7 separate regions of the Mus musculus genome follow, and all the other regions are linked to region 5. A link is a contact called in public ChIA-PET and promoter capture Hi-C data. All regions are on one chromosome and are shown on one strand. Each heading gives the region's core, a stretch centred on a gene start, on an enhancer-like site or on the middle of the called end of the contact. The rest is flanking DNA. Distances are from core to core; before and after follow the strand shown.

Evidence for each region. Promoter capture Hi-C pulls out the DNA fragments that hold promoters and counts their contacts. ChIA-PET counts read pairs in DNA pulled down with a chosen protein or histone mark.
Region 1: a contact with region 5 is called in a promoter capture Hi-C map of the HPC-7 cell line, with 2.6 times the contacts expected there. The contact joins the enhancer-like site here to the promoter of Rad54b in region 5. A contact is called at or near these places in 12 of 39 promoter capture datasets (the 3T3-L1 cell line, 3T3-L1-derived adipocytes, the C10 cell line and 7 more), 3 of 484 Hi-C or Micro-C datasets (Sertoli cells, embryonic fibroblasts and liver) and 1 of 9 other capture datasets (liver).
Region 2: a promoter capture Hi-C map of hippocampal neurons shows a contact between it and region 5, with 6 times the contacts expected there. The contact joins the enhancer-like site here to the promoter of Rad54b in region 5. A contact is called at or near these places in 17 of 39 promoter capture datasets (the 3T3-L1 cell line, 3T3-L1-derived adipocytes, the C10 cell line and 12 more), 3 of 115 datasets of contacts at active chromatin or transcription factors (the NIH/3T3 cell line, bone marrow-derived macrophages and embryonic forebrain) and 1 of 9 other capture datasets (embryonic stem cells).
Region 3: a promoter capture Hi-C map of liver shows a contact between it and region 5, with 2.3 times the contacts expected there. The contact joins the enhancer-like site here to the promoter of Rad54b in region 5. A contact is called at or near these places in 15 of 39 promoter capture datasets (the 3T3-L1 cell line, 3T3-L1-derived adipocytes, the C10 cell line and 11 more), 6 of 484 Hi-C or Micro-C datasets (the G1E-ER4 cell line, bone marrow-derived macrophages, embryonic fibroblasts and 3 more) and 5 of 115 datasets of contacts at active chromatin or transcription factors (bone marrow-derived macrophages, embryonic basal ganglia, large pre-B cells and 1 more).
Region 4: an RNA polymerase II ChIA-PET map of memory CD8 T cells shows a contact between it and region 5, with 32 read pairs. The contact joins the promoter of Trp53inp1 here to the promoter of Rad54b in region 5. A contact is called at or near these places in 1 of 39 promoter capture datasets (pre-B cells), 2 of 115 datasets of contacts at active chromatin or transcription factors (embryonic stem cells and memory CD8 T cells) and 2 of 9 other capture datasets (adipose tissue and liver).
Region 6: a contact with region 5 is called in a promoter capture Hi-C map of the HPC-7 cell line. The contact joins the enhancer-like site here to the promoter of Rad54b in region 5. A contact is called at or near these places in 8 of 39 promoter capture datasets (the C10 cell line, the HPC-7 cell line, cranial neural crest and 3 more), 1 of 484 Hi-C or Micro-C datasets (bone marrow-derived macrophages) and 2 of 115 datasets of contacts at active chromatin or transcription factors (bone marrow-derived macrophages and large pre-B cells).
Region 7: a promoter capture Hi-C map of pre-B cells shows a contact between it and region 5, with 6 times the contacts expected there. The contact joins the enhancer-like site here to the promoter of Rad54b in region 5. A contact is called at or near these places in 16 of 39 promoter capture datasets (the 3T3-L1 cell line, 3T3-L1-derived adipocytes, the C10 cell line and 10 more), 2 of 484 Hi-C or Micro-C datasets (the G1E-ER4 cell line and palatal mesenchyme) and 6 of 115 datasets of contacts at active chromatin or transcription factors (bone marrow-derived macrophages, craniofacial prominence, embryonic basal ganglia and 3 more).

The regions. Positions count from the first base shown.
Region 1 is chr4:11,926,574-11,930,805 of GRCm38.p6, forward strand. No RefSeq gene overlaps it. Among named protein-coding and RNA genes, the nearest start is that of Pdp1, 38 kb to the right of the region's middle. Within about 2 kb of position 2,983, at least 15 of the 459 cell types and tissues checked have an H3K27ac peak or open chromatin away from gene starts, as enhancers often do. A contact at or near this core is called in the HPC-7 cell line, where this site is marked.
Region 2 is chr4:12,057,342-12,061,342 of GRCm38.p6, forward strand. It overlaps Tmem67 (transmembrane protein 67), which reads right to left. Exons shown (of 28, transcript NM_177861.5): 15 at 1,180-1,236; 16 at 1-73. Gm52723 (a long non-coding RNA gene) reads left to right here. Exons shown (of 4, transcript XR_003955369.1): 4 at 3,971-4,001. Among named protein-coding and RNA genes, the nearest start is that of Gm52723, 12 kb to the left of the region's middle. Within about 2 kb of position 1,875, at least 3 of the 459 cell types and tissues checked have an H3K27ac peak or open chromatin away from gene starts, as enhancers often do.
Region 3 is chr4:12,006,963-12,010,638 of GRCm38.p6, forward strand. No RefSeq gene overlaps it. Among named protein-coding and RNA genes, the nearest start is that of Gm46844, 5.2 kb to the right of the region's middle. Within about 2 kb of position 2,354, at least 148 of the 459 cell types and tissues checked have an H3K27ac peak or open chromatin away from gene starts, as enhancers often do. A contact at or near this core is called in bone marrow-derived macrophages, embryonic fibroblasts, hippocampal neurons and 3 more, where this site is marked.
Region 4 is chr4:11,154,034-11,158,079 of GRCm38.p6, forward strand. It overlaps Trp53inp1 (transformation related protein 53 inducible nuclear protein 1), which reads left to right and starts at 2,408. Exons shown (of 4, transcript NM_021897.4): 1 at 2,408-2,514.
Region 5 is chr4:11,556,810-11,560,775 of GRCm38.p6, forward strand. It overlaps Rad54b (RAD54 homolog B (S. cerevisiae)), which reads left to right and starts at 2,111. Exons shown (of 15, transcript NM_001039556.3): 1 at 2,111-2,204. It overlaps LOC115489931 (predicted GPI-anchored protein 58), which reads right to left and starts at 3,010. Exons shown (of 3, transcript XM_030253962.1): 1 at 2,995-3,010; 2 at 2,034-2,483. The coding sequence starts at 3,010. It overlaps Gm35693 (a long non-coding RNA gene), which reads right to left and starts at 2,017. Exons shown (of 3, transcript XR_390401.4): 1 at 1,866-2,017; 2 at 1,105-1,222; 3 at 643-844.
Region 6 is chr4:11,988,818-11,992,865 of GRCm38.p6, forward strand. The region is part of intron 4 of 1700123M08Rik (RIKEN cDNA 1700123M08 gene); the gene reads left to right. Among named protein-coding and RNA genes, the nearest start is that of Gm52722, 4.4 kb to the right of the region's middle. Within about 2 kb of position 1,919, at least 163 of the 459 cell types and tissues checked have an H3K27ac peak or open chromatin away from gene starts, as enhancers often do. A contact at or near this core is called in the HPC-7 cell line and bone marrow-derived macrophages, where this site is marked.
Region 7 is chr4:12,035,286-12,039,054 of GRCm38.p6, forward strand. No RefSeq gene overlaps it. Among named protein-coding and RNA genes, the nearest start is that of Gm52723, 10 kb to the right of the region's middle. Within about 2 kb of position 1,521, at least 26 of the 459 cell types and tissues checked have an H3K27ac peak or open chromatin away from gene starts, as enhancers often do. A contact at or near this core is called in the HPC-7 cell line, bone marrow-derived macrophages and pre-B cells, where this site is marked.

The DNA.
Region 1 (4,232 bases), core at 1,733-4,232, 370 kb after region 5:
TTGAGGGGAAAAAATGGTCTGCCTTCTCACCAGGAAGCAGAAGGGACTTTCTTACCTGACAGAAGGTCAATATAGACTTTATATGAGCTAGGGCATTCCCCACATCGCAGAGAGGTCTTGGTTACACCCAGAACATTCAAACAGAAGCAGCAGCAAAGTGGCACTGAAAACAACAGGAACTCAACCCCCACCCTCTGTTAAGCACCTTTGTTGAGGGCAGTCATCGAGAGGACCTAATTCGAACATCTGAGAAGCATTTCCAGGAACTACAATGGTTAGCAGCAGAGCCAGACAGTAGACTGATGGCCTGCCAGTTCAGTTTTTCTGCTGAGGTTGTTACAAATGACTGTAACTTTAATGGCTTAAAACAAGATGTATTTATTGTGTCACAGTTCAAGGAGTCAGGAGTCCTAAAATCAAGCTGACAGCCCCATCATTCCTCCAGGAGGCTCTAATGGAGATGCTGCATCCGTACCTTTTGCAGCTTCTAGGGGCTGCTCACATTTCTTGGCTTGGAGGCCATTCCTGCTTCACTCTTATCTCTTCGTTTCTTTGATATGATGTATGTCTCCTGCCTTCATCTTAATGAGGATCCTTACAATCATATTGGGACAAGCTGAATGATCGAGAATACCCTTCTATCACTAACATACTCACAACAGGAAGTCTCCTTTGTCTTATATGGTAGTATATCCACAGCTCCTGGGGATTGGAGGCAGACATCTTTGAATGCTCATTATTTAGTCTGACCCTGGGTGAGAAATTCGAGGTCTGGATCAAGTAGAAAATGGGCAACCACAGCACTTTCCTTTCCCTTGTCCCTTGTACACCTTGCTCTACGTAAAGTGAGAGGATATCAAAACATAACTGAGAAAGGACATGCAGGGGGCATATCATAGGCTAGGAAATGTGCTAGGCTAACTAGAAAAATGCTAGAGAAATGCATGCTGGAAGCTGTCATCTGTTCCAGCTGACTCTCTCGGGGTATCAGAGAGCAAGTAGTAGAGAGAGATCCAACCTGCCTTAGCCCAGGAGAGCTGCTCTAGGTAAATGATGGTTGTGTTGGTGTGTATATGCTCAGTCCAGGGAGTGGCACTATTAGAAGGTGTTGTCCTGTTGAGGTAGGTGTGTCCTTGTTGGAGTACATGTGTCACTGTGTGTATGGGCTTTAAGACCCTCATCCTAGCTCCCTGAAAGTCAGTCTTCCACTAGCAGCCTTCAGATGAAGATGTAGACCTCTCAGCTCCTCCTGCACCATACTTGCCTAGACGCTGCCATGTTCCCACCTTGATGATACTGGACTGAACCTCTGAACCTGCCAGCCCCAATTAAATGTTGTCCTTTGTAAGTCTTGCCTTAGTCATGGTATCTCTTCACAGCAGTAAAACCCTAAGGCAATGGTAATGCAAGCCACTGTACTGACCCCTTTGACACTGGAGGAGCTAAAAGGAGTTCTGATGTCTCTTTTTAGTTTGGCCTTCTGAAGCCTTTAAGTCCATATACATAACTTAGAGGGGTCTTTGTGCAGTGTATTTACATTATATATACTCCTAACAGTTTAATCAGTTGGAAGTGGTCACAGTTATCAAATTAGCTATCATAATATCACATGCTTATGTTCAATTAATGCTTATTTTATTTAATAATGGCCCCAAAGTGCAATATGATATAAAGGAGTCACCAGTGTATAAGACAAGGACAGATAGACTGTCTCTGACACTGTAGGATAGACTGGAAAGACGTTGTAGTTTGGCACTACCTCAGATATTCAGCTTGCACTATGAGTCACGGAGTATCCTCTGAGGACAAGGAAGGAGTGCCACATGGCTGCACCTGGTGAAAATAAACAAGGTATAAAGGTGATTTGGCTATGATAGCTGTCATCCCATTAGGCAGGTGATGTAGCTAATCTGACTGGCTAGGCATATGTTCCCTTCTTCCATGTTCCCAGACCATGTGTGTGTTTCCTGACAAGCTGTACATATGCTTGCAGAGAAAAACCTTTCTCAATAGAAGATCCATCTTGGGTCAAGGATCTATGAGAGGCTCAATCCCTTGCTAGAACCTCCAAACAAAGTTTGGAAGTCTATTTGTAGGAGAATACAGTCAAGTTTTCAGGATTCTAAATACGTCTAAATCATTGGCTACATCCAGCAGTCTGTCTTTCTTTGAGAAAGTAAAATAAATACTCAAAATGTTCTAAGTATGACCATGTTCCTGCCCCAGTCTTCATATTATTTCTAAAAACTATTTTTCATATGAACAATAACCAGACACAGTCAGGAACCACATAGAAAGAGCAGATACCAGGAAAAGGCATCACTACTGAAACTCTCATGTGCAAACTATACACCTCTGCTTACTGTGTAACATAAATGAAACATAGGCTTAATAGTTTTAACAGGGATCTGGGGTCTGTATATTAAAAGGTAACAGCAGAATTGAAACAGAGCTAAATCGGAATCCTACTATTTGAAAAAACGCAACAATCCCAGCACTTGGGAGGCTGGCATAACCTTGAACCATGAGCTCAAGGCCATCCTGGGCTACACTGTGACACCCTGTCTCAAAATATTGTAACAGCCAGGCTGTGGGTGCAGTCATAGTATAGCTACAGGATGCCTTTTTTATGCTTAGCAGGCTTGAGATGATTGAGTTTAATCCTTACATCTTTCAAAAGTTAATAGCCAAGCCTAAGATTTTAATTCTAAGTTACACATGGCTGAAGGGAAGATTGGAAAACCAAAAGATGAGAGACAACAAACTATTAGAATGTAACACAGAAAAACAGCAATAATGGAAAATACAAAGAAAATTAAGAGATCCGGATGGACCCAAGGAGAAGGTCTAAAAGATTGGTTGAAATATCAAAAGAAAGGGAGTCTGGGGCAGAAGCAATAGCCAAGGAAACAGTGGCATATGATCCAGTCTCCATATGAGTCACCCTCAGTTCTGGTCTCAGGTCATTTCAGGAGTCAGCCCAGCCAGAGCACCTAGAGGTCCTCTAGGGGGCAATGTTGCCTAGTCCAGGTGCAACCAGAGCTTGGCAGAGCTGAAAATGTCCAAATGCTCTTTGTGGATGAAAGACAAGGCAGTTAGCCTTGAGAGGAAACGACCAAGTTCCAACCTGACAGTAAGAGAGGAAGAGAGACGGAGATATAGAATGACTCTTAAGCACAGAAACAGGCTGCCCTGTGTCCGGAGCACAGAGGCCAAGGTGATCACAAGACTGCAAGAAGCAGGCACTAGGATATCAAGAACCTCTGAGCCACAGGGACATTAAAGCCTCGATCTTGGGGCTGTGGAGGCCATTATTAAGTTATAAGCGGAGTGGGGGATATGATTGGACATATATTTTGGAAGAACTGCAGGGGTAGAGCTGGAGAACTGACTGAAGAGGGGAGTGTGGTGACCAAGCATGCCGTGGAGCCGTTATAAGCCACGTTGATGGAAGCTGAAGATAACCTGTGCTAAGTAAGCCAGGTATAGACCAAACAGCAATGCTTGATATGGGCACTCTCATAGGTATTCTTATGTTTGACTCATTGGTTCAAATTGGGAAGCATAGTGTTTGTGGTTATTAGAAACAGTATGTTTTTGTATTTTTTCAATTTCTTTTTAAATGTGTTTATCTTTTAAACTTACCAATAATTAACATAGCTTTAGGAATAAGGGAAAATCAATTAAAATATTTCAACTTAGACAAAAATCTCAAAAGAACATCAGGAATGTAAATTATTCAATTCGCATGCTCTACCCACTACAAAATATAGTTTAAAAGTAATATGGACTGTTTAACTCTTTGGCACAGGAAAGACACATTTTAAATTCATTAGAACGGATTTGAATATTCAAATTGCAGAGTGCTCATACGGACCTTTATCCTGAGACTCTGCCTCATTTCCAGCGGGTCCTTCACGAGCACAACAAACAATTCATTTAAGGCAGTTCAAAAAGGGAAAGTGGAAGACTTTGGTCTGCAAGCAGAGAAGGGTCTCGTTTCTGCCCGTGGTTTCTGGCTTTGCCCGTCACTCCTCACCATATAAGGCATTTGTGTTGTCTCTCTTGCACTGATGATCCCTGGTGTCCTGATATGTTGGCCCAACAGCATAGCTCCTTCCATGGAAAAAAGCACTGAAGCAAGTCCTCCGTGAGAGGCTCGCTCCCCATTGCTTCTGCCCAACTCTTGATGCCCAGAGCTGTCACTTAGAGCTGCCTTTCTCCTGCCACTT
Region 2 (4,001 bases), core at 625-3,124, 500 kb after region 5:
TGCGCCTCTTCCATCCCGCTGTCTTCAAAAGAGATGATAGCACAGCCAGCCCACCCAACACACCCAACGCAATCTAAACAAAAAAGAAGACAGAAAAAACAACATTTAGAATACACTTCCTCTCATTGGTACTGAAAACCCCTGTAAACCGAAAGTGACATTTTCTCAAACACTGAAGGGGGAGCGCTTGAAATGACATGGGAGCTGAGAGAGATTCCATTGGCTAAGTTTGGGGGAAACTGAGCAAGAAAAATGAATAGCAATAGAATATAAAATCACCCAAATTAAATATCCATGAGATCATACTGACTTAAACAAAAAATTGAATAAATAATTTGTGAGGGCAAGGGTAAAGTTTTGCTTTATAATAAAGTTCCAATTTATGAGTTCAGAAGAAAGGAAAGAAACACAGCAGGCAAACGCCACCGCCGGGATGCTTTCTGCAGACAGGCATCCCAGTGGGCACCAGGGTTAGAGGGCAGCAGCTGTAGAGATGGCTCAGGAAGTGCTTGCCGCACAGTTGGGTCCCCAGAACCCATGTAACACCCACATAAAAAGCAGTGTCCTGTGACTGCAGTCTTAATGCTGCAGAGGTAGAGATCGAGGATCCTTGAAGCTTGCTGGTCAGCTAGACATGCCAAATCTGCGAGCTCAAGGTTCAGTGAGAGACTTCTCTTAAAAAAGAAAAAGGTCTACAGATCTATAGAATCTATAGATTCACACACACACACACACACACACACACACACATTTGACTCCAGACACTGAGCAAGGCCTGATACATTCCTTTGGCATCTTTAACAAAACTACACAAACTCAATTTAATCATGGGAAACTTCCAGAAAACCCAAATTGATGGTCAAAAAATGCTAACAAAGTATCATGGCCATGAAAGACAAAGAAACACTGGAGCACTGTCACGAACTGGAGGACATATGGCAGATGTGACAACTGAAAGCACTGTAAAATCAGAAAAGCGATAGAGACAAACTTGTAATCTGTAATAGCAAACATTATGCAGGTAGGTCTACGTCACTGTCAATTGCCTGGTTACTATCACTGCATCATAGGGAAGCCAGGACAAAAGCACATGAAAATCTACTTTCACAACTTTACTAATGTTCACATTTTAAATCTGAAAAATGAATGTAAATATTTAACAAGTTAAAAGGTACTCACATCTGTGTGCACAGATGCGTCTCCTTGATTCATCTCATACTTCACTGAGAAGGAAATCTGGGATTGTAAAGAGAACAGATCAGTCAGACTAAAATTCAGTACCATACACCTATGTTCATAATAAATTTGTGGCCAGATCTTGCCAAGAGCGCTATATTTTTAACGGTCCCTATTACGGATGTTGGCCTTTATTCACACAGAGAGAGATGCTTTTTTTGAGAACTTTTACACTTCACTAAATTTCTCTCTTGAACATGCATGAGAGGAAAGAGGGTTTCTTGGGAACCCAGGTCTCTGGCAGTAGTCCAAGCCAAGTTAATCAGGTTTCACTTCCAGACAAGCTTTTGTTGCTAAGACATATGATTGACCTTGTATCACAAGTTTATCAACCGTCCCCTAAGAAGGCAGAATACTCAAATGTCTGAACAGGAATCCTGTGGACTGCATGGCATTACAATACAAGAGAAAGCACTGGTGCTCACAGAGACCAAAGGGACCGTCACAGGCCCTGTGCGGGCTTAAGCTGGGTCCTCTGCGTATGTTATGGTTGTGTAGCTGAGTGTTCGTGTGGGACTAACAGCGGGAGTGTGTGGGGGAGATATTCCTGATGCTTTTGCTTGTGCTTGGGACTTTTTCCTCCTCTGTGTTGCCTCACTCAGCCTTGATAGGAAAATTTGTGCCTGCCTTTTTAAAAGGTAACTGAGGAGGAGTGCATCTGGAGAAGAGGGGAGGTGTGTGGGGGACTGGGAAGAATGGAGGGAAGGGAAACTGAAAAAAGATACAGGAGACAAAACTGGCGTATGAGAGGTGGGAGAGGCAGTTCCTTTGGCTTTCTCAGGGTTACAGAAGAGTGAGTTCGGGGAAGGATGGCAGAGTCAGGAGTGCATTGTCAGAAGTAGAGTACCAAGGTAAAGATGGCTGACCTTCCTGGGAGATTTTCAGGGAAGACCAAAGTCAAGCTCTGGAGTGGACGCAATGAGTGAAGTGGTTGGGAAGTGGAAGGAAAACAACCAGTGCAGGCTGAGGAGCTCGCAACACCGAGGAAAGAGCTGGCTGGCTGTTAGCTGCTTTAGTGTGTTTTTAAGGTGAAGTACCCCAAGAGTTTTATAAGCGAAGGAAAGGATCTATCAGAGATGCTGTCTGAAAGGGACATCACACAGGCACAAGGTTAGCTGAGGAGGGGACAAACAAGACCAGGAGACAAGGTGCAGAGTCCTTTCTTAGGTGGTAAAGAGGAAACCCAAGGGAACTATTGTTGATTGCTGACCTGCTTGGTGAGTCAGGAAGTGGACCCAGCTGCTGAGGCTACCGAGGACATGTCACATATGTGAAGGACAGCTGGGTGCTCAAAACTCAAACACAGCCTTTGTCAGGGCTGTCATAAGGAATGTAAGAGGACATAATTATACTTTAATTAAAATGTATTATAATTTAAAATTATCAAACAACTGTATATTTTCCATTTACAATAAATTTGAGGTGAGCCTCATCAAATCAAGGTAGTTCATTACTCTAAATTTCTTTTTCTTCTATCTTTAATATTTATTGATTGATTGCGTGCACGTGCATGTGCGTGTGTGTGTGTGTGTGTGTGTGTGTGTGTGTGTGTAGGGGCACATGCATGCCATGTCACATATGTGAAGGTCAGAGAGGACCACTCTGGGTGGTCAGTTCTCTCCTTCCACCATTAGGCTCTTCTGGTTTTGGAGCTGTGCTGTCCGGTGTCTGCGGAGCACCCTAACCCACTGAGGAACCAGCTGGCGCTCCTCTTTTATTTCTTATATTACAGTTTCTCAAGACTTAGTTTGTAAACTATGGGCAATAATAATATTTAAAGAAAGAGTGCTTGTGTTAAAATAAATGTACTCACTAGGAAATTTTAATGCAGGATCCTGTAACTTGGCATGTTTCTGTATTGTCTTCTCCAGTACTAGTGTATGTAAATCCAGTGAACAGAAACTGATCTGACCTAATTGTTTTTAGTACTACAAATGAGGAAAAGGTCTCATGTACGTTGTATTATGTCCCTCTTTTTGCAGTGGTTCTCAGCCTGTGGGCCATTACCACCGCAGGGGTCTCATATCAGTTTATTTATTTCCAATTCATAACAATAGCAAAATTAGTTATGAAGTAGCAACAAGAATGATTTATGTGTGTCTTTGAGCCCTACCTATGGCAGAGAGGGGGCTCATACACTCACATACACTCACACAACATGAGGAAGTGTATTAAAGGGTCGCAGCGTTAGGAAGGTCAAGAACCATGGCTCTTTTATGAGAGCCTGGTCACAAGCAGGGCAAGAGCACCACACCTGCTAAGCAACACAGAAGACTATTAATATAGATAATAATAAAAAGCAGAATGACAGACATGAAAAGTTATTAGTGAGTGCTGGTGATAAGGAAAGCTTGTTTCCTTCTTCCCATGTCCCAGAGGACAGGTGATCTACAAATCTCCAGAAGAAAATAAAGCACCCAGAATTTCCTGTTTCACTCTGTCCCTCTCTCGCTCATCTGTCCTCCGAGCAGGAATGCTCTCTCCGAGGGACGGACCGAGGGAGGCACTGGCCATGTGTGACCAGGGTTTTCCAGGGTTATTCTTTGGTACAGCCTGCCTTTTGGGTGTACGAGCTCTCTGTCCTTCATAGGTGGGCCCTCTTGGACACTGAGGGCCTTCACTCTTTAGTGAATCAGGGCTGCAGGTCCAAACTTCATTTTCTGGTTCAACTTTATCCTGCTAGTTACAAAGCTGATGATTTTCATCTGTCTGTCTGTTGAATCATCTCTATCAGCTGCTGATAATCCTTCCACCGAGACACGGAA
Region 3 (3,676 bases), core at 1,104-3,603, 450 kb after region 5:
ACACCCAGCCAGTGTGATGGGATTGTGAGAGAAATCCACTCAAAAGAGATCCAGTTAGTATTGCTCTCGAAATGCTGGCATTTGGCTTGCTAACCACACACCATGCATGAAAGAGACTCCTCTCAGGGTAGACATCATGATCATGGGGAAGATCTACCTGAAGACAAGTACGGATTGACAGGTTGAAGGAAGCATCAGAGTGTGGAGGGCACCAGTGTCTGAGCCCTGAGGACATAGAAGGTGTCTGAGTGTGCGAGAAATGTGGTTCTCAGTGCAATCCAGCAATGCAGCAGCAGCTAGAGACAAATTCTCAGGCCCCACCCCAATCTTGCCTTACTAGAAACTCGGGAGCAGGCTCCAGCCACCTGTGTTCCTATGAACTGAGTAAAAGACTCCAATACTTGTTAAAGTTTGGAAGTCACAGTCTCTTTTAGTTACGTCAGCCAGTAAATCTGCTTACGAGCATAAGGCAGTTGGGTTTTTGTTTCCTGTGTCACCTGTACTTTGAACTAGCCAGACTGATGAAGCAATGACAAACACAGCTATAGTGTGTCCTTTGAGTCCCCAGGAATCTGTTTACTGGGGGGTTGGGGATGGGAATGGAGGTGCATTCTTGCCTCTGAGTGGAAATCTGGAAGAGTCCCATTCTCTTTGCCTCTTTCTTCTTTTCAAGATTTCTGCTCATTAGGACAAAATATGCATAGCATAAAATGTTATCCTGCTGCTGACGTGGGTGCACAGGTCACGAGCGTTAAACACTCACAGCGAGGTGCAGTTGGAATCATCTTTTAACCCCAAATAAACTTGGCTCCCATTAAACAGTGACTTCCCGTCGCTCTCCTCCCTGATGCCTGGAAGTCATCTTTCTCCTTTCCCTTTCTGTGTATCTAACTACCCGAGGCGCCCAGGGGTGTTATATATACATCGCTTATCCTTTTGTCAGTGACTCTGTGCATGAGACATACGTCTTCAACATTTGTCCATGTATGCATTATATACTGTGGTCTCTTGTCTGTTGGAGGCTGAAGGAGTCTGCTGTTTGCACACTCCACAGTTTGTTTATCCGTCATCCACCAGCAGATGCTCGTTTGGCTTCCAGCTCCGGGCTTCCAGGAGGACGCATGCGCACATGTCTGCTTGAGTCTATTCTCTCCCAAGCACTCTCAGCTCAGATACTTCACAAATCTACTCTCTCTACCAAAGTGATAAATGGGTTCTGCACACGGGATATTTTTCTCCTACTTTTTTCAATGTAACTCAATACCCTGTTATACAACTGAAAACACATGCTACATCCTTATTATAGTTCTTAAAGTCTGAGTCATAGCCCAACCCTCAAACAGGAAGGGAAACTCACGGGCACTTAGGAAGCACAGGGCTGGTCCCAGAAAGAGCTTTCTGAGTCTTTATCTCATAAAATAGGTGTAACAACTTTGCCAAACAAGGACTCTTATCTTTTACAGAGGAGTAAACTCAGTTTCAGGCAGGACAAATAGCATCTCTGGTCCCACAGCTCCAGATCCCAGATTAGAATCCTAACAGTTCTGTGGATCTGTAGAGCAATTACATAATCTTTTCTACCTGCTCCAATTTCATGTCCAACTGGAGAGATTAAACTAAGTTACAGAATACTGATGGTAAATTAAAAAAAAAGTTTGTAAAGGTTATTTTAATTTTATATCAACAAATGTTTGGTCTCCATGTGTATGTGCAGTACCCATGGAGGCCAGAAGAGGGCATCAGATTCCCTCTGGAACTGGAGTTGTAGATGGTTGTAAGATGTGGGGGCTGGGAACTAAACAGAAGTCCACTGTAAGAGCAGTAGTGCTCTTGGCCACTAAGCCTGCTCTCCAGCCCAGTGACCATAAATAAAAATGGGGATACTCACCCACTGGTTGGAGAGCAATCTGTGTTGGAGGTTGAACGTTCTCAGGACCTCTAAGAATCAGTGATTTTTATATCAACAGCAGTTAAGGGCAAACACATTCCTAGGGTGAGACTCCGCTGAGGAAAAGGTGGAGAGGACAGGGTTAGCATGGGCTATGTGAGGGGCAGAGATTGGCCCTTCCGAAGTAGACGGCACCTACTACAGAACACCAATCAGTTAGTTTAGAACAGAAGATTCCATGAACGTTAGACCAAGAACTGGAAGCTCACGCCTTTGGAAAGCAGCGTAGCCTTAACACTTGCATCAGGAGAAGTGTAGTCAAACCTCTGCCTTATTCTAACTGGAAATCTTGGATGAGCCATTAAAACACATGCTCCCATTGTTCCCTCATCTGTACAGAGAGCTTAATACCCACTCTGTAGCAATGTTGTGAGAAGCTGTGATATTCGATGAATACAGTGTTTGTCCCAGGCCTGACTCATGACGGCTCAGTCACAGGAGCAGCTGTTGTTGCTGTCAGTGACATGTGTATATGCAGCAGAGTGTGCCAACAGGGAAGCAGGGCACTTCCTCGTCTCAAGAGTGCTGACCCAGAGAGCACTTTAGGGAAACTTCGTGACAACAGAAGTCAGTCTGGAGTATAGACATGACATCAGTGGCAAAGGGGTCTTAGAGGTGACATTGGGGGTGACATTGTGAGAAGGGGGCTAGGGATGGTAGAAAAAGCTGGAGTAAAAAGTGAAGAGCTAAGGGAAACCAGAGCATCTGAGTAAGGCCTTAGAGAGAGGGAAAGTCTTGACAACTCCAAACTCACAGCAACTCCTCACAGAGGAGGAGCAGGCAGGAGGAGAGAGGGGGGTGAGATTTTCATGGCAACAACAGCCAAAACTAAGGCAGCAGAGCCAACAGTCTGAGGGATGGGGTGGGGGAGGCATCCCAAGGAGGTTGTCCTTCCAGAATGTTGACTTGGACAGGATGACAGGACACTGAAAAGAACACAGAGTAGTTTCCTTCATGAGCAATTGATACCAGAGACTATGAGGGGAAATCAGCACACCTGAGAGACAGACAGAGCACAGGAAGTATAGGGCAGACCTTCATAAACAGATTGAAGCACTCTTCATGTTAAACATTCCCATTGCTTCAAGCAAATAACAGCAAAAAACCAGGTGATTGTGTCTTTCATGGGGAAGTCACAGAGACCTGGATATGACAGACCTCATGTGGCCAGCCTTCATTTAACTAACCCACATGATTGTTCTGTGAGGCAAAGTGCCAAGTAGCCTGCACTTCTGGATGAAGGAGGGAGGGGGGTGTATAGAATGTTGCATTTTTCTTGTGCTGAGGAGCACTGATATTTGTCTGGATATCCATTATGTGTGAGCCATATGACAAGACATTAATACAGCACTAATTCTCATGCTAGGATGCTAGCACCCAATGAACGCTTGACTGGAAATTCTATGAACATTTCCTGGTTGCTAGGTTACTCACCAGAATATTACATTGTGTATTTCTTCACATGTTCCTGTGTATACACCACTACTTTAACCATGGTCCATTATTTTTTAAAATACAAAATAGATGAGCCATTATCATATGGTTTTGGCATTGTAGTGTGTACATGTGTGCATGAATGCACACTCACGTGCATGTGTGTGTGTGTGTGTGTGTGTGTGTGTGTGTGTGTGAGTGCACTTGTGATCAGGCATCACACATGCCTGTGTATGTATAAAGATCAAAGAACAACTTGTGGGAATTGATTCTCTTCTGCCTTTTGGATTCCAC
Region 4 (4,046 bases), core at 1,158-3,657, 400 kb before region 5:
GTCCTTTTCTCTCATTCCTATCTGGTATCCTGGCTTGGATGAGATGAACTGTGCTCCAGGGCCTGGCTAGGCATCTTTTACCTTGTGGCCTCTTAACACAGATGGTTTGAACTTCTTCACTGCATGACTGAGTCTGTCCTGTCTTGTGGTTGTCTTCTACTAGACTACAAAGCAGACACTGCCAGATTCTCTTCATGCTCAAAAGTATAAGTCCATTACTGGTACACTGTGTGGTCAAAGCACCAACAGAGCTAGCCCAGATTCAGGGTGCATGGGTATGGGGTAGAGGATTATATTTCATGATGGAGGCCTATGGTGGCTGTCTCTGGAAGCATCATTTACCTCAGGTTGTTTCTGTCATAACAAGGTACTGCTTTCACAGCCCCCCCCCCCCTTGGTTTTTTCGAGACAGGGTTTCTCTGTGTAGCCCTGGCTGTCCTGGAACACACTCTGTAGACCAGGCTGGCCTCGAATTCAGAAATTCACCTGCTTCTGCCTCCCAAGTGCTGGGATTAAAGGCATGCACCACCACTGCCCGGCTGCTTTCACACTTTTGCCTTTAGGAATAACAAACTTATTAAGCTGCACGAGGTAAGTTTTTTTTTTTTTTTTTAAGAAAAAAACTAGACTTTTATAATTGTTAATAAATTTTGGTTCTAAATGGGAAGATGACCTCTAGATGGGTTCCTTCCCTCCTCCACCCCAAACCCCCAGGGACACAGTGGCCTCTAGATGGATTGATTCTTAAAGGGAAACAACAGATGGTAGGGCTCCTAACATAGCAATAATATTTGACAGAAAATATTTGATTTGCCAAAATCTAAAATCCAGACTGAGCACAGATCACCCTTGAAGCATGTATGGTCAAATGATCAACACATACTGATCATTACCTGAGTGTCAGACCAATTCTCTGACTCCCTGCAGAGAGCAGAGGGTCTTGGAGATCAAAACCCATTTCTCCCCTGGAAGGCTCGGTGTTTTAAGTGTTTTTTTGTGGTCTGGAATGGGTTCCCCTCTCCTAATTTGGGGTTGGTAAATTAAACAACAGGGAGCTGATGGGCCCACAGTTTCAGGAAAACATGTCCAGGACTAGCCTGGACCAATCACCAAGAAGAGAACCCCTGCTGACAGGAGAAAAAGCACACAAACAAGGTCTTTGTCTCATGTCAAGAGGACGAGGAAGAAGCCAGATATTTGTCATCTTTATCTATAACCTGTTTCTTTGTCCGCACATCTGTATAGCCCAGCGGTTCTCAACCTTGTTAATGCTGTGACCCTTTAATACAGTTCTCATGTTGTGGTGACCCAAATATAAAAACTGTTTTTGTTACTATTTCATAAGTATAATTTGCTACTGTGAATTGTAAATATCTGTGTTTTCCGATGATGTTTTCTTAGGTGACAAACAGGCTGTGACTCGATGGTCTATCCGAGACCTAGGAGTCTCTTGAGACTACCAAGGCCAGAAGATTACATCTCAGCCCCACAGAATCCATATAACTGACAGGACCAACATGACTCCTGTCACTCCTAGTTAATCCCCCAATGTATGTGCAGTAGAGCTTTGGATTAGACTCTCTTTATAAATGTAGTGTCTCATTTTCTTCTCACTATAAATAGCTGGTGAGGACCTAGGCGTCCTGTGAATGTTTACATTTTGTAAAAAAGGTCATAACCTCCTCAGTTCTTATAAGGCTTTAGATGCAGACCCCTGGGAAGAAACAGAGGTAATTCTTCACTCGGGGTTCCTCTTTTCGGAAGTTAAGGCCCTTTAGGCCGAGTTCTGGCCTCCTCTGCCCGACTTTTGTCTTTCTAGAGCAGACTCTTGGGGGGCAAGACCTGAGAGCTTCCTGTTCAAGTTCATAAGGCAGACTAGGCCCCGGCTTACTGTCTAAGGGGTGAGGAATGAGTGGGACACAGGCATCCCATGTATTTGGGGCCCTGACTTCTTTTAAAACAATGTCCAGCGGTGGGTTGCCTTCAGCATCGCGACTATTGGTTTCTCTCCACACTGACCAGAGGAGCAACTACTATCCCTAACCAGCCCCTCAGCAAAAGGGGGCTGAGTGCCTTGTACCCACACTCTGGGCTCCTCACTCAGCCGAAGCGGCTCCGGGGGTCGGGCTCTTCTCCTCTCGGTCCCGCCGGCTCCCACCACGGCCAGTCCCGGGCCGCTGTTCTTCCCCCTCCTCCCGCTCACCCGGAGTGTTCTCCGGCTCCCGCTTTGTTGCCCGGGCTTGTTTCTGCCCCGGGCGCGCCGCCGGCCCAGTGCCAGGTCACGTGCGTTAGTGACAACCTCTCGCAGGGCGGCCCCGGAGGCCCCCGCGCAGCCGATTGGTCGGCCTGCGGCTGGCGCGGCTCGGGGCGGGGCTGGGAAGCCGATCAGCTGTTCCCAGAGCTGCACAACAACAAAAGGACCCGGACGGGCCGGCGGCGGCCAGGGCAGCGACCGCAGCGCAGGAGCCCGGCCTGCCGCAGCTACCTCAGCACCCGCAGCTCTGCTCGGCTCACGTAAGTGCGGGCTACACAGGCGGGAGGGCGGCGGTTGGTTGCCCGCTCTCTGGCTTTCATGCCGGACTCTCTCCCTGCCGTGACGAGCACGGCGACACCGAGAACCTGCGGGTGACGGGAAACCTGCTCCGTTACCCGGAGACCCGCCCGACCCCTCCTGACCTCGCGCATCACCGAGCCTGCACCTGTGGGGAGAGCACTTCCCGTCGCTTCCGTCCTCATCAGTTTGGTCGCTGGCACTTGGGGTGTGCTAGAGACTGCTGTGGGTTCTAAATACTTCGTTTCAGTCGCGACCGCCCTGCGAGGCCCCAACATTGCTTATTTAAGCGGAGGAAACTTGGAGGCACAGAAAGTAATTTTAAGGCCACACAGCTAACTAAAAGGAAGCGGTGTTTACTATTTGCAGAGGGATTTCACGTGCAATTCCTTCATTTTGCTTCCACTTTCACGGTGTGTTTACTCCGTGTAAAAGTTCAGAGCAGATTAACGGGGAACCCCTTTCCACCTGTTAACTCCTTAAAGACTAAAGGAGTTCCTGGCTGAAAGAGCTCTTTCAGAATGCTGAGTAGTTTTGAGCTTGGGTCTTCGGACCGACATCATTACAAATGCCCCAAGATCTTTCTCCCCCCCCCCCCCCTTTGGTTTTATTCGAGACAGGGTTTCTCTGTATAGCCCTGGTTGTCCTGGAACTCACTTTGTACACCAGGCTGGCCTCGAACTCAGAAATCTGCCTGCTTCTGCCTCCCAAGTGCTGGGATTAAAGGCGTGCACCACCACGCCCGGCTATGCCCCCAAGATCTTAAAAATCACATCTTTGGTGGTGATTGTAAGGTGTGAAAACACTAGGCAGCTTGTACAAGCCTCAGCCACTATAATTTTCAAAGTCCTTGCTGGAAACCATGGCCTACTAATTTTTGTGACCAGTGTCTCTTTTGTTTTTCATCTTGTCTTTTACTCCTTTCTGCTCCCTAGTGTATTTCTCATGGAAACGACTGCTTTCAAAAGTTAAGGTTAACAAAGCAGTGAATTACCAACCTAACCGCTCTCTGTTCACTGTTTTCAGACTTCTGAACAGGATGTGGTAAGTCCTTGTAAATTAGCTAAATAGACAGAGGTGTAAGGAGCACAGGCAACTCTTTTGGCTTGGTATTTTTGTAGTTCAAAATTGATTTTTAAATTACTTGAATCAAAGGTGGCCCATGCCACCAAGTACTAAACAGGTGGCAGTGGGAGAATCAGTTCAAGGCCATCCCTTGTTTCTGACTAAAAGAACAAACCTTTTTATTAGCATCTTTGTTTTTTTGAACTGCTAGGTTCTCTTCTTCCACCATGTATATTCTGGGGATCACACTCAAGCCATCAGGCTTGCCACCATACACGTTGCCATGTTGAGTTATCTTTCTGGCCCATAAGAAATCATTTTTGTTTGTTTGTTTTGTTTTAATTTATTTATTATTATATCCAAGTACACTGTAGCTGTCTTCAGATGCACCAGAAGTGGGCATCAGATCTCATTATGGATGGTTGTGAGC
Region 5 (3,966 bases), core at 861-3,360:
TGGTACATTGTACTGCGGCCTTTGTCGTGCTCCTCCACTGGGAGCCCCTCATGGCAAGGCCCTTTCTCTAATAAACATCATTTCTGAATGGCTGTTATGTGTCCGCTCCTTTGACAAACCAGCCTGCTGTATTGCTCTTCTCTTAACAGTTCTGGGCCACACTGCCTTTAAAAACCAAAGTGTAGTAGTGCATGCCTTTAATCCCAGTACTCAGGGAGGCAGAGGCAGGTGGATCTCTGTGAGTTCAAGGCCAGCCTGGTCTACATAGGGAGTTCTAGGTCAGCCTGGGCTGCACAGTGATACTTTGTCTAGGTGAGTGTGTGTGTGTGTGTGTGTGTGTGTGTGTGTGTGTGTGTGTAGTGGAAAGGGGATAGAGAACCTTATTACATTGTTTGCTTTGTACTTAAAACTGCTACTGACTGAACTTAAAAAACAAAACGCCTATATTTAAATGTTTATAAAGGGGCTAGAGAGATGGCTCAGCAGTTAAGAGCACTGGCTGCTCTTGCAGAGAACCTGGGTTTAATTGCCAGCACCCACATGGTACCTCACACCTGTCAGTGACTCCAGTTCCAGGGCTTCTGACACCCTCACACAGGCATGTATGCAGGCAAAGCAGCAGTGCACATGAGATACAAATAAGCCATAGAAAAATGTCCATATTTAATCTTTGTACCTGTAGCTTTTCAGATGAAGTGAAATGCTAACTATGAAGAAGAAACTTTAGTTCACACTCAGAAAGCTAGAAGAATTTTAGCACGAGGTTGCATAGCAGGGTGACTGCAGAGAGAGTTGTACAGTATATCTCAAAAAGCCAGAAGGAAGGGTTTCCAAAGTTTTCACCCTAAAAAAAAAATAAGAATTTAAAGCGGTAGGTGTGTTTACCTTGATTACAATACATACACAAGTAAAAGCGTCTCATGGTGCCCATTAATGCGTAGAATTTTTGTGTCTATGTCATTTTAACAAGACTATTTACTTATTTATGTGTCTGCCTGTTTGCTTTTTGAGACAGTCTTGCTATGTAGCCCAGGCTGCTCTCTTATGGTGATCCTTCTGCCTTAACCTCCTGAGTGTTGGGATTATAAGTGTGTGCCAGCATACCTGACTTCACCCCGTGGAAAGAGAGGCACCATAGTAGCAGCAAACAACAGCTTTCCACCTGCAGCGGCCGGAGGGGTCTCACCAGAGACCTCTGCTCAGATGAGGCTGTGCTTCTTAACTTTGCCAAAGAAAATAATTTCAGAAGTCAGTGGGAAGCCAAATTTGAGTTAAGAGATGTTAATGTAGATTTAAGCAAGGCTTTAATAGAAACTGCATCGCTAATTGTGTGAGTGAGTGTGTGTGAGTGTGTGCATCTTAAGAGAAAAAAATCACTAAATATCTTACAACGGTCATATACAACACTGGTGGCTTCTGAAGTTAGACTGGTCAAAGGTTTCTAAAAAACCTTGTTTTCGGAGGAAGGGTCTACTTAAGTTTTATGTCTATGGGTGTTTTGCAGGCACTTAAGTTGGTGTACTTCATGTGTGCAGTGTCCAGAGACACCAGAACAGGATGCATTTTAATTGTCAAACGTGTATAAAATCTAGTGAATGACCTTTAACCACTCTCTCTTTTCAAAGGATCTATCTCCAGAATTCTTAGAGCAGAAGGATCAGCAAGACTTTGTCTATCAAGACCTTGTCTACAATACTTTAAGATAGTGTCTTTTTTTTTTTAAGTTTAAAGGAGCTCTTCTCCTTTTCACGAGAGTCCAATAATCACGCATCTGTTTTTATACTCCTAGACCTTAAAAGGGCTTGTAAAACAGGGGCTGCAACTACTGTAGCTCAGTGTCACTTGAGTAACAGGATTTCGTGTACCTCAGTGGTGCACACACTTCTATGATCCGAATCCTAATTTATTGATTTAAGTTGTGAGGCTTATCGCCTCAGCTAGGACCTGAAGACTGAAACCAAATCGGTTCGTTTTAGATCTAGCAGTCAACCGGAACCAAACCTAGACCCACGTAAAAGGAAGTGCAAAGGTACCTGCAACGGTTGTCCAATCAGAGTCGGGGGCGGGACCAGCACTGCACGCCGTGGTGCGCATGCTCGGCGCCCGGCCCGTGGTTGGCTGTAGGAAGGCGGGAAGCTCGAGCTGGTCGGCGGCAGGCGTTGGTACCTGCTGCGGGGCGCTCGCGATTTCGGTCAGCCTGCGGGGTAGGTCTCTGCAGCGGAGGCCCGGGGAGGCGCGTGCGGGGCCTGGTGCAGGATGGCGCGGGTCCCGGGGAGCTGGGCGAGGCGGCGGGAGCGCCCTCGCTGGCTGGGCAGGGGGCAGGGGGGCGGGTCCTGCGGGCCGAGCGATCTCGGAGGCCACGGCCCCCGAGGCCGCCTGGGGCCAGAGAACATCAGGTGTCAGCCAAGAGCTTGTGGAACCATCTAGCACCTCCCCTAGGCGAATTACCCACCCACTAGTTCTCTCTCGCCCTCTCTCCGCTCCTGGTTTCAACAAACAAACAAAAACACACCATTTACATTAATTATGGAGGATTTTGTAGGTAGGTAGATTGGAGTCCCAAAGTCTAAGGGGAATTTACAGTATGAAATGGAAATCTTATTACCCAACGTGGCTGGAAGCCAAAAAGCAGAAATAGCAAGGCCTGTTGCTAGCTGTTGGAGTTTTATTTATTTTCTTGCATCCTAGAAGTTGCCACACCCTCTTCCCCATGTAGTCCAGAGGAAGGCAGAGATTCTGGCTATGATTCTATAATCCCTCTTGTCTTTCCTCTCCTGGGACCTTTGTTGTTTCTGATTTCATAGGATTTTGTGGATTAAACAGGCAACAGTAATTATAAGTAATAATATTACAGAAAGTATTTGAGTACTGTGTGTCAAGCTTTGTTCTGAATTCTTAAATTAATCTCACCGTTGCATAGTCGTATGCTTGAGTGTGATTAAGAGTGAATAAGACACAAGAGGAGACACGGATTTAAGCTAACTGCAGAATCACCTGCTGGGAAGGTCATTGGTGCACAGTTATTAAGGCAAACATGATGTGCTCCAGATATCAGCCTGGGCTGGCCGTTTTCCTTGGGAGACCTAATCTCAGCCGTAGCGTGTTACAAGCCTCAGAAATCGCAGCATTTCAATAGAGCTGCCAAGTGGCTTTACATCTAGGGCCTGTAAAAAAGGTCTCAGCAAAACTAGTTTACAAACCAGCTAGAGCCGGTCGGAGATGGAAGATCTCAAGTTCAGAGCCAGTCTAGGATCTATAGAGAGCCCTTGTCCTAGAAAACAAAACAAACTAGTAAAGATGCTAATATGTTTTGGGAAATAAACTAATTTCTGTAGTTCACCTTTTTAAAAAAAAGATTTATTTTATGTACACTGTAGCTGTCTTCAGACACACCAGAAGAGGGCATCAGATCCCATGACAGATGGTTGTGAGCCACCATGTGGTTGCTGGGAATTGAACTCAGGACCTCTGGAAGAGTAGTCAGTGCTCTTACCCGCTGAGCCATCTCTCCAGCCCCTGTAGTTTACTTTTAAATGCATCAACAAATTAGATCAACAAAGCACCAGTTTCATAATTTGCTTTAAGGTTGTGCTTGTAGTGATGGTTTGTATTTGAAGAAACCACAGAGCATGACGTCCACCCAAATCTTTTAAATGAGTTAAAATTTGCATCAGATAGTTAATGTATTTCATTTTAACATTAATGAAATTGAGAATAGCTTTCAATGCAATGGTGGATATAAAATAATGCCATATTTGAAAATTTATGGCATTTTAGATTTAACAAAATATGATATATTTAACCAGTGTAGTTTGTTATAAAGATAACATTGTCTTTGTGGGAAATTTGAAGTTTGAAAAGAACTCAGAATAAAAATCACATTTTAATCTAACATGCGGAGATAATCAGTGTTAATGTTATAGCACATATTTTGCTGGTCTTATCATGAAATTCATTTATATTTCT
Region 6 (4,048 bases), core at 669-3,168, 430 kb after region 5:
GTCTGGTGGTGTGCATAAGATAATAAGTTAGTTTGACCCAAGCAAGAGTCACATGACCTCTGGAGACCAGCTTTCTTCTTTAAGCAATGGCTGTATTCTGGGAGCTGCCCCACCTGCCTGTGCCACAGTTGTGGGAAGACTTAGCAAAATGTCTGACGAAGGCTTTGAAGGGGAACAAGCCATCTAGATGCAAGGGGCAGAAATTATACTGTCCTCATCGTCTGCCCCTTATCTAAAGCTAGTGTGGGCAGTTTTATTTTTTCAAGTAAAAGTTTTCTATTCCCAAGTTGAAATGATTAAATTCCATCGGGTTTATGGGACAAAGTTGCCATCTTTCTCACTGAAAATGAAATAGTATCTCTTGTTACTGACTCAGACAAATTTGAGTTTTATCTGAGAACAAGCTTTTACTAAAAGACTTTTTAGTCAGGCTGTCCCTGGATTTGGAAAACATTGCAGCAAACATCTTTTGGGTTGTGGCTTTGCAAAGCATTTATGCAGCCACACAGAGCCAACCATTTCAGAGCTCTTCTTGCTTCACAGAAGGCCAGACATAAGACCTGCTCTGGCTGAAGACAATGTCAGGAGCAATGAAGAAGCCTGGGGCATGGAGCTATGAGCACCCCCTGTGTTGATCACTACGTTCACGGGGTTAAAAGGGCTGAAGTTAGAAAGTTGGAAGGAAGTGAAAGTAGATTAAGTAATAGGTGAGTAAACACAGGTTTACAATGGCATAAGCCAAGTCTTTGCATAAAGACTCATTGAGCCACTTTGCATACTGGGTCTCTGACTTCTAGCCAGCTATCTACCCAACGCATATCATTAATGCTAATAACAGCACACCTTCATTAGCTGCTACTGTGGGAACAAGGAGTATGTGTGAGGCATTGAGCTAGGCAGTTTGCATATATCTCTTCATTTAACTCAGAGGAGAAAAAGAAAAGTCTGTGTTCACTGTTCCCCAAAGTTAAGGTGGTCATGTTTACATTAGCCTGCAGAATGGAGAATAAGAATTGGTCTGAAGGTGTTGTGGCTATCCATGTGTACATACAAAATTGCAATTATGTATTTTTTAAAATGAAGGATGAAATCACTTGACCTCAAACCTCAGAGTGTCCCAATAAAACTGACCCACAAAACTCCTGCTGAAGTCCAGCCTGGCTTTACACCGATGGGTTAACAGAGAGAGGCCACAAGGCTTCAAAGCCCTTCCTCATACCAAGCTTTTTAATGGATGAGTCATAGGAGAAACCTGCAGCTTTGGGCCACAGTGGAAATAACTCATTTCCCCAGTTGCTCAGCAGCAAAACATCAAGGCCAACTGCCTGTACGGTCTAATGGTGTCAAGCACTTTCTTTTCTGGTCTTTGCATTGCTTTTAACATAATGAAACCAACTTTTGTTATCCCCTCTGGAGTTTCATTCTTAAGATCCTATATTTAGGTGTTTTCTCCTCTTGCTTAATAGGAGTCAGGATAAGAAACTCACCAGGCCTAAACTGTCAACTGCCAAAAATAAATCTGTTTTCCCTTTTAATCTTCGCATTAGATTTTGCCAAGCTTCATTACAAAACATGACTAACTACTCTATGGTTTTCACACTGTATGAGCTACAGAGCTTGACTTTCAAAACCCTGAGTGTGTGTTTAGTCATCATTGAAAAAAAAGAGCAGAGAATATTCTCTTGAACTTCTATCCTGTTTAAAATGTTAATTTCACATTAAACCATGCCATCAATGGATACTGATATCATGGGAATCAATGAACCTAGAAGTACCAGGCAGAATACGTATGTTCTGGAACTTTCTCCAGTATGAAATCACGCAAGGCTCTTCAGGCCTTTCAGTGTAACTGTTTCCTCCAGATTGAAACTTCCCTTCCTGGAGGAAATGGGGAGTGGCTCAGAGGACGCGGAAGGCTTGGAAAGTTACAAGATTTGTGAGACTCCTTCCCAAGTTGATATTGCTGGGGTGGGGTGAGGGCTGGGTGGAGGCCTGTAAGACTCTTTTTTTCAGTGCAGCTGCAGCATGTTGGGCAGGGGGCTCTCAGGGATACACTTTTCCTGAGTCATCACCCATGCTGGGGTGATCTTTTCAATGCTGTGGCTGCTTGTGTGCCACCCCTACCCCTGTGGATAACCCCAATAAACTGACTGGGTCAACATAGACCTTGGTAAAATCCTTTCTTTGATCACTCATTGGCACCGTATCTGGAATGAATGAACATTGCAGACCTCTCACGAGGAAAAGTCACACAACAAAGCCCAGTTAGAAACTGATAAGAACTTTTACAAAAATAAATTTTATGAAAACAAGGCCACAGTGTATATGGTTGCTAGGAAAGACAACATGTTTACTAAACAAGACATCTCTGCTGCTTAGTTTTTGTTGACTTGATACAACCCAGGGTCATCTGAGAAGAAGGAACCTCAGTTGAGAAAATGTATCCATTAGACTGACTTTGAGGCAAATCTGTGGGACATTGGTTAGATTGCTGAGGAGTAGCCCAGTAAGGGTGACACCATCCCTGGACAGGTGGGCCTCAGCAAGGCCCATTCCTTCATGGCCTCTGCTTTATTTACTTTCTGCTTCTAGGTTCCTGCCCTGACTTCTCTCAGTGATGGACTGTGATACAATAGACACGTTCCTTCCCCAAATTGCATTTGGTCATCATATTTTATCATATCAGTAAAACCCTAAGTAGGACAACATCTAAAGAGAAGTCTGCCTTGGGGGATGTAGTACAGCTTCAATCTGTTTCCTTTGTGCCTTGCATCTTTTTACCACACCTTCATGTTCCTACTTATATTCAGAATTCCAGCACTCAGGGCCCGAATTCCTCTTATTTGCTAGATCCCTGGGGTCCAAAGCTGAAACTGTGAAGCCTTCTATCTAGTGATAGAAATAGGTGCCATGAAAAGATTCATTCCTGCCACAATGGAGAACACTCTTTCATACAGAATGGAGCATAACTGGGGCTGTATAACTTTGGGGATGGACATGTTGATGAAGTGACACTTAAGATGGATTTCAAATGCTTGCTAGCACTTATCCAGCCAGAGAGAGAATGGGGAAGGGCACAGCAGAGAATGGAGATGGTTGGTGCAAGAGGTACAAATGTCTGAGGGATGGGGTGTCTTTAGCATGGTGATAGTGGTAAAGAGGGGACTAAGAAAAAGAAGAAAGTCAAACCAGATGCTGAATGCAAATTTCAAAAGGTCTGTAGTTCTAAGATACGGATTGTGGATCATGGAGAAGCAGGGACTAGAAGGGTCTCAAGGGAGTTCCTGGTCTGCCTAGATACTTGTTGGAAAGGCAACTTAGCTAGACAGGAGGCGGCATTAGTTTACTCCAGTGCATGAGGGTTATCCTGAAGTACAAGGAGACAGAATGGTAATGTGTTCATGTCTTCTGATGTTGGAGACTGCTGTTCCAGACCCAGGAGACTCAGTGGTGCAGCCAAAGGCCAGAGTACCAAGAGAATGGATAGTATAAGCTCAGAACTAAGTCAGAGTCAACAGGCAGAAGAGTTGCACCCAATTTGGAGACAATCAAGCAAAAGGAAAGAGTTCTTCTTATTCATTCCTTTTGTTCTATTCAGGTCTCCAACTAGCTGATGGAGTAGAGTCATCTGCACTGGGGTGGGGGACAGCTTGCTTCACCTCTACGGAGTCACATGTTAACCCCACTTGGAAACATTCTTGCAGAGTTGTCCAATTATCTGGACAGCTCACTGGCTGGCCCAGTCAATTGACACACTAAATTAACTGTCACAGGACCAGTGAGATAGCTCAGTGGGTAAGATTGCTTGCCATGCCAGCAACCTCATGGTGACCTGAGTTTGATCTCCAGAATTCTGGTAAAGGTAGGAGGAGAGAACAAACTATGGATTCGTTCTCTTACTTCCAAGTACATGTTATAGCATACATAACCCTCATTATGTACACATGCACATGGGTGGCAGACAGACAGACAGATACAGAGAGAGACTAAAAATAAAGCCATCAAAGCCAACACCTCCCTTTCGCCATTTTCTGGTTTCTCCTCCACT
Region 7 (3,769 bases), core at 271-2,770, 480 kb after region 5:
TATACAACCCATTCAGATCTCACCACACACTTCAAGCTTGCATAAGTGACATGATACCTATTACAGTGTAAGTGAAATGTAAATAGTTGTTAGACTGTATTGTTTCGGAAACAAGAAAGAGAGAAAAGGTGTTTCCGTTTACACGTGTTCAGTTTGGATACACAAAAGAAAATTTGGCACATATCTAAATCTTTGGATCTCAGATTCTGGAGGGCTGACTGCATTTATTTGAAGGTAGGAGAGGTGTGTTGGTTTCAGTCACCATGAAAAAAAAATACCCAAGAAAGCTCAAAGGACTGATTGGTTGAGTTTGCTTTCAGTGGTGTTATTTCACAGATGGCTGGAATCACTGTTTGGTTGATGGGGCAAAACATCATGGTAGGAGCTTGCAACAGCAGGGAGCTGCTCACCTCAAGGCCTCTAGGAAGCTGAGGCAGGAGGCTAAGGGCCCTGCAGAAGCACCCCTCCCAATAAAAACCAATTCCTAATAACCCATCTCCTATGAAATCATTAATGGATAAAGCCATTGAGAAGTCAAGACTTGCATGGTCCAGTCACCTCTCATTAGCATCACTGAGAACCAAGATTTCAACACCTGGGATTTTGGGAGGCGTGGTTCATATACAATTCAGCCAGGAAAATTAGCTTGGCTAACTCTACATGTGGTTGAGATGAGACATGATGTAGGGATCTTTTACCCTTTCTTTCAACCTCATCTTCCCAAACCTGACACTGTCCTGTGTTCCTTTGTGTGATGGACAGCTGGGTAACACATGAGTATTCTACCATCAGGCTCTAGAAACAGAAGGCAGAGTGCAGGAACACACGGGAAAGCACCCATGGGGGCATGAAGGGAGTCACAGCTGTATTTGGGATTTCTAAGGAAAAGGCAATGCAAGGCAGGCAATTGGTTTAGGACAGCATAACATGAATAGGGTTCTAAGCCACCGGAGATTCCTCATTTCCTGGCCCCGGAATGATGCCTCCTGAAGTGGGGCTTAGGGTGAATTAGTCTGTATAATATACCCCAGTCATGCTCCTACCTAATTTCTCTAGTTCTACGAACTGGCTCTAGGAGGAGCAGGATCTCCTAGCAAGAAAGAATAAGGAGCTGACACTTCATAGTATAACGAAAAAACATAAATCAAAACCAGTATGTCTATTCTATTCAAATTACTTCTGCTACTGATACAGTCATTCTGTAAGTTCTGTTCCTCTAGAGAACTAAGATTAATACACTAGGCAAGTCTTCTACCACTGAGCTACCCTCGCCCCCCACTCCTGTTGTATAGTAATATAAATTCTTAGTATATTAATTACTCTTTGGGAAACTCCAAGTAGTGAGCCAAGAATGCTATATCTGGTAAAGATGTAGCAATTTTCCTGGTAAGTGAATAATTTCTCACTTGAACTCCCAGCTGTTTCTGGCAGACCTGGCACATGGTCATTAAGCTGCCTTGCTTCCTACTTCCTGTTATATAATGTGGACTTCCCCTTAGATGAGGCCAGTCAATATTTACATACAGGAAACAGACACAAGCTTCCTGTTTGAAAGCACTGAGTTAAAAGTCATCTTGACCTGTGAGGTCCCCAGGCTGGCTTTCTCCAAAGGCAGCAAGCTGTTTATACAAGTATTTTAGGGGATTGCCGATGAGAAGGATACAAAGTACACAAAAGTTTAAAAGAGCTCTCTAGGGTTTGTTTTATTGTGAAGTGGTATAAGTGGAAGATATAGCCAGGGCTGCTAGGAAATAGGTGAAAGTGTTAAAGGTGCTACAGAAATAAACAAAAGGAAACAAAGCATGTGCCAGAGCAGAGCACAGGACTTAAAAAAGTGGGTGTCTTAGTTAGGGTCTCTTTTGCTACAATGAAACACCATGACCAAGAAGCAAGGTGGGGAGAAGTCTACTGTAATTCTCATAGTTCTGCCTTTATATTTTACTTGACCTTTTCCCCTTACTGCTTTTAATATTCTTTCTTTGTTTTGATTATTATGTGACAGGAGGAATTTCTTTTCTGGTTCAATTTATTTTGAGTTCTGTAGGCTTCTTGTATGTTTATGGGCATCTCTTTCCTTCCTTCCTTCCTTCCTTCCTTCCTTCCTTCCTTCCTTCCTTCCTTCCTTCCTTCCTTTCTCCCTCCCTTCCTTTCCTTTCCTTTTTCCTTTGCTTTCCTTTTTGCTTCCCTTTCCCTTCCCTTCCCTTCCCTTCCCTTCCCTTCCCTTCCCTTCCCTTCCCTTCCCTTCCCTTCCCTTCCCTTCCCTTCCCTTCCCTTCCCTTCCCTTCCCTTCCCTTCCCTTCCCTTCCCTTCCCTTCCCTTCCCTTCCCTTCCCTTCCCTTCCCTTCCCTTCCCTTCCCTTCCCTTCCCTTCCCTTCCCTTCCCTTCCCTTCCCTTCCCTTCCCTTCCCTTCCCTTCCCTTCCCTTCCCTTCCCTTCCCTTCCCTTCCTTCCTTTTTTGTTTTTTTGAGACAGGGTTTCTCTGTATAGCCCTGACTGTCCTGGAACTCTGTAGACCAGGCTGGCCTCGAACTCAGAAATCCGCCTGCCTCTGCCTCCCAAGTGCTGGGATTAAAGGTGTGCACCACCACGCCCAGCTGGACATCTCTTTCTTTAGGTTAGGGAAGTTTTCTTCTATAATTTTGTTGAAGGTATTTACTGGCCCTTTAAGTTGGGAATCTTCACTCTCTTCTAAACCTATTATCCTTAGGTTTGGTCTTCTCATTGTGTCCTGGATTTCCTGGATTTTTTGGGTTAGGAGCTTTTTGCTTTTTGCATTTTCTTTGACTGTTGTGTCAATGTTTTCTATGGTGTCTTCTATACCCGAGATTCTCTCTTCTATCTCTTGTATTCTGTTGGTGATGCTCGCATCTATGACTCCTAATCTTTCCTAGGTTTTCTATCTCCAGAGTTGTCTCCCTTTGTGATTTAAAAAAAATTGATTCTATTTCCATCTTTAGATCTTGGATGGTTTTGTTCATTTTCTTCTCCTGTTTGGTTGTGTTTCCTGTAATTGTTTAAGGGATTTTTATTTCCTCTTTAAGGGCTTCAGGTTGTTTACCTGTGTTCTCCTGTATTTCTTTAAGGGAGTTGTTTTTGTCCTTCTTAAAGTCCTCTATCATCATCATAAGAGGTGATTTTTAGATCGGAATCTTGCTTTTCCAGTGCGATGGTGTATCCAGGACTTGCTATGGTGGGCGAACTGAGTTCTGATCATGCCATGTAACCTTGGTGTCTGTTGCTTATATTCTTACACTTGCCTCCCACCATCTGATTATCTCTAGTGCTACTTGCCCTTGCTATATGAAGCCTGTCCTTCCTGTGATCCTGGTTGTGTCAGAACAGAGAGTTCGGCTGTCTCTGTGATTCTATGATCCTGAGATTGTGGGTGTGTCACAGCTCAAGCTGCCTCTGGGACCCTGAGATGCTAGTATGACCAAGCTCCTGGGATCCTGGACATGTTAAAGCACCTGGGAGTGGAGCTTCCTCTGGGTGTTGTAGGACTGGCTATGTCATTCGCACCCAAGAGCTGCTCAGGGTACCAGCCCAGACTGGAAGGAACCCATGCTACTGTTCAGGCAGAGTTCCTGAGTCCTGGGTCCCTATGATCCTGGGAGTGTTAGAGTGCCTGGGAGTAGAGCTTCCTCTGAGTGCTGTGGGACTGGCTGTGGTGTTTTAGCCCAGGGTCTGCTCAGGGCACCAGCCCAGACCGGAAGGGACTTTAAACGTATCTTGAACCCATTTTTTTTCCTTAGTAGAAAATAATCTACTGA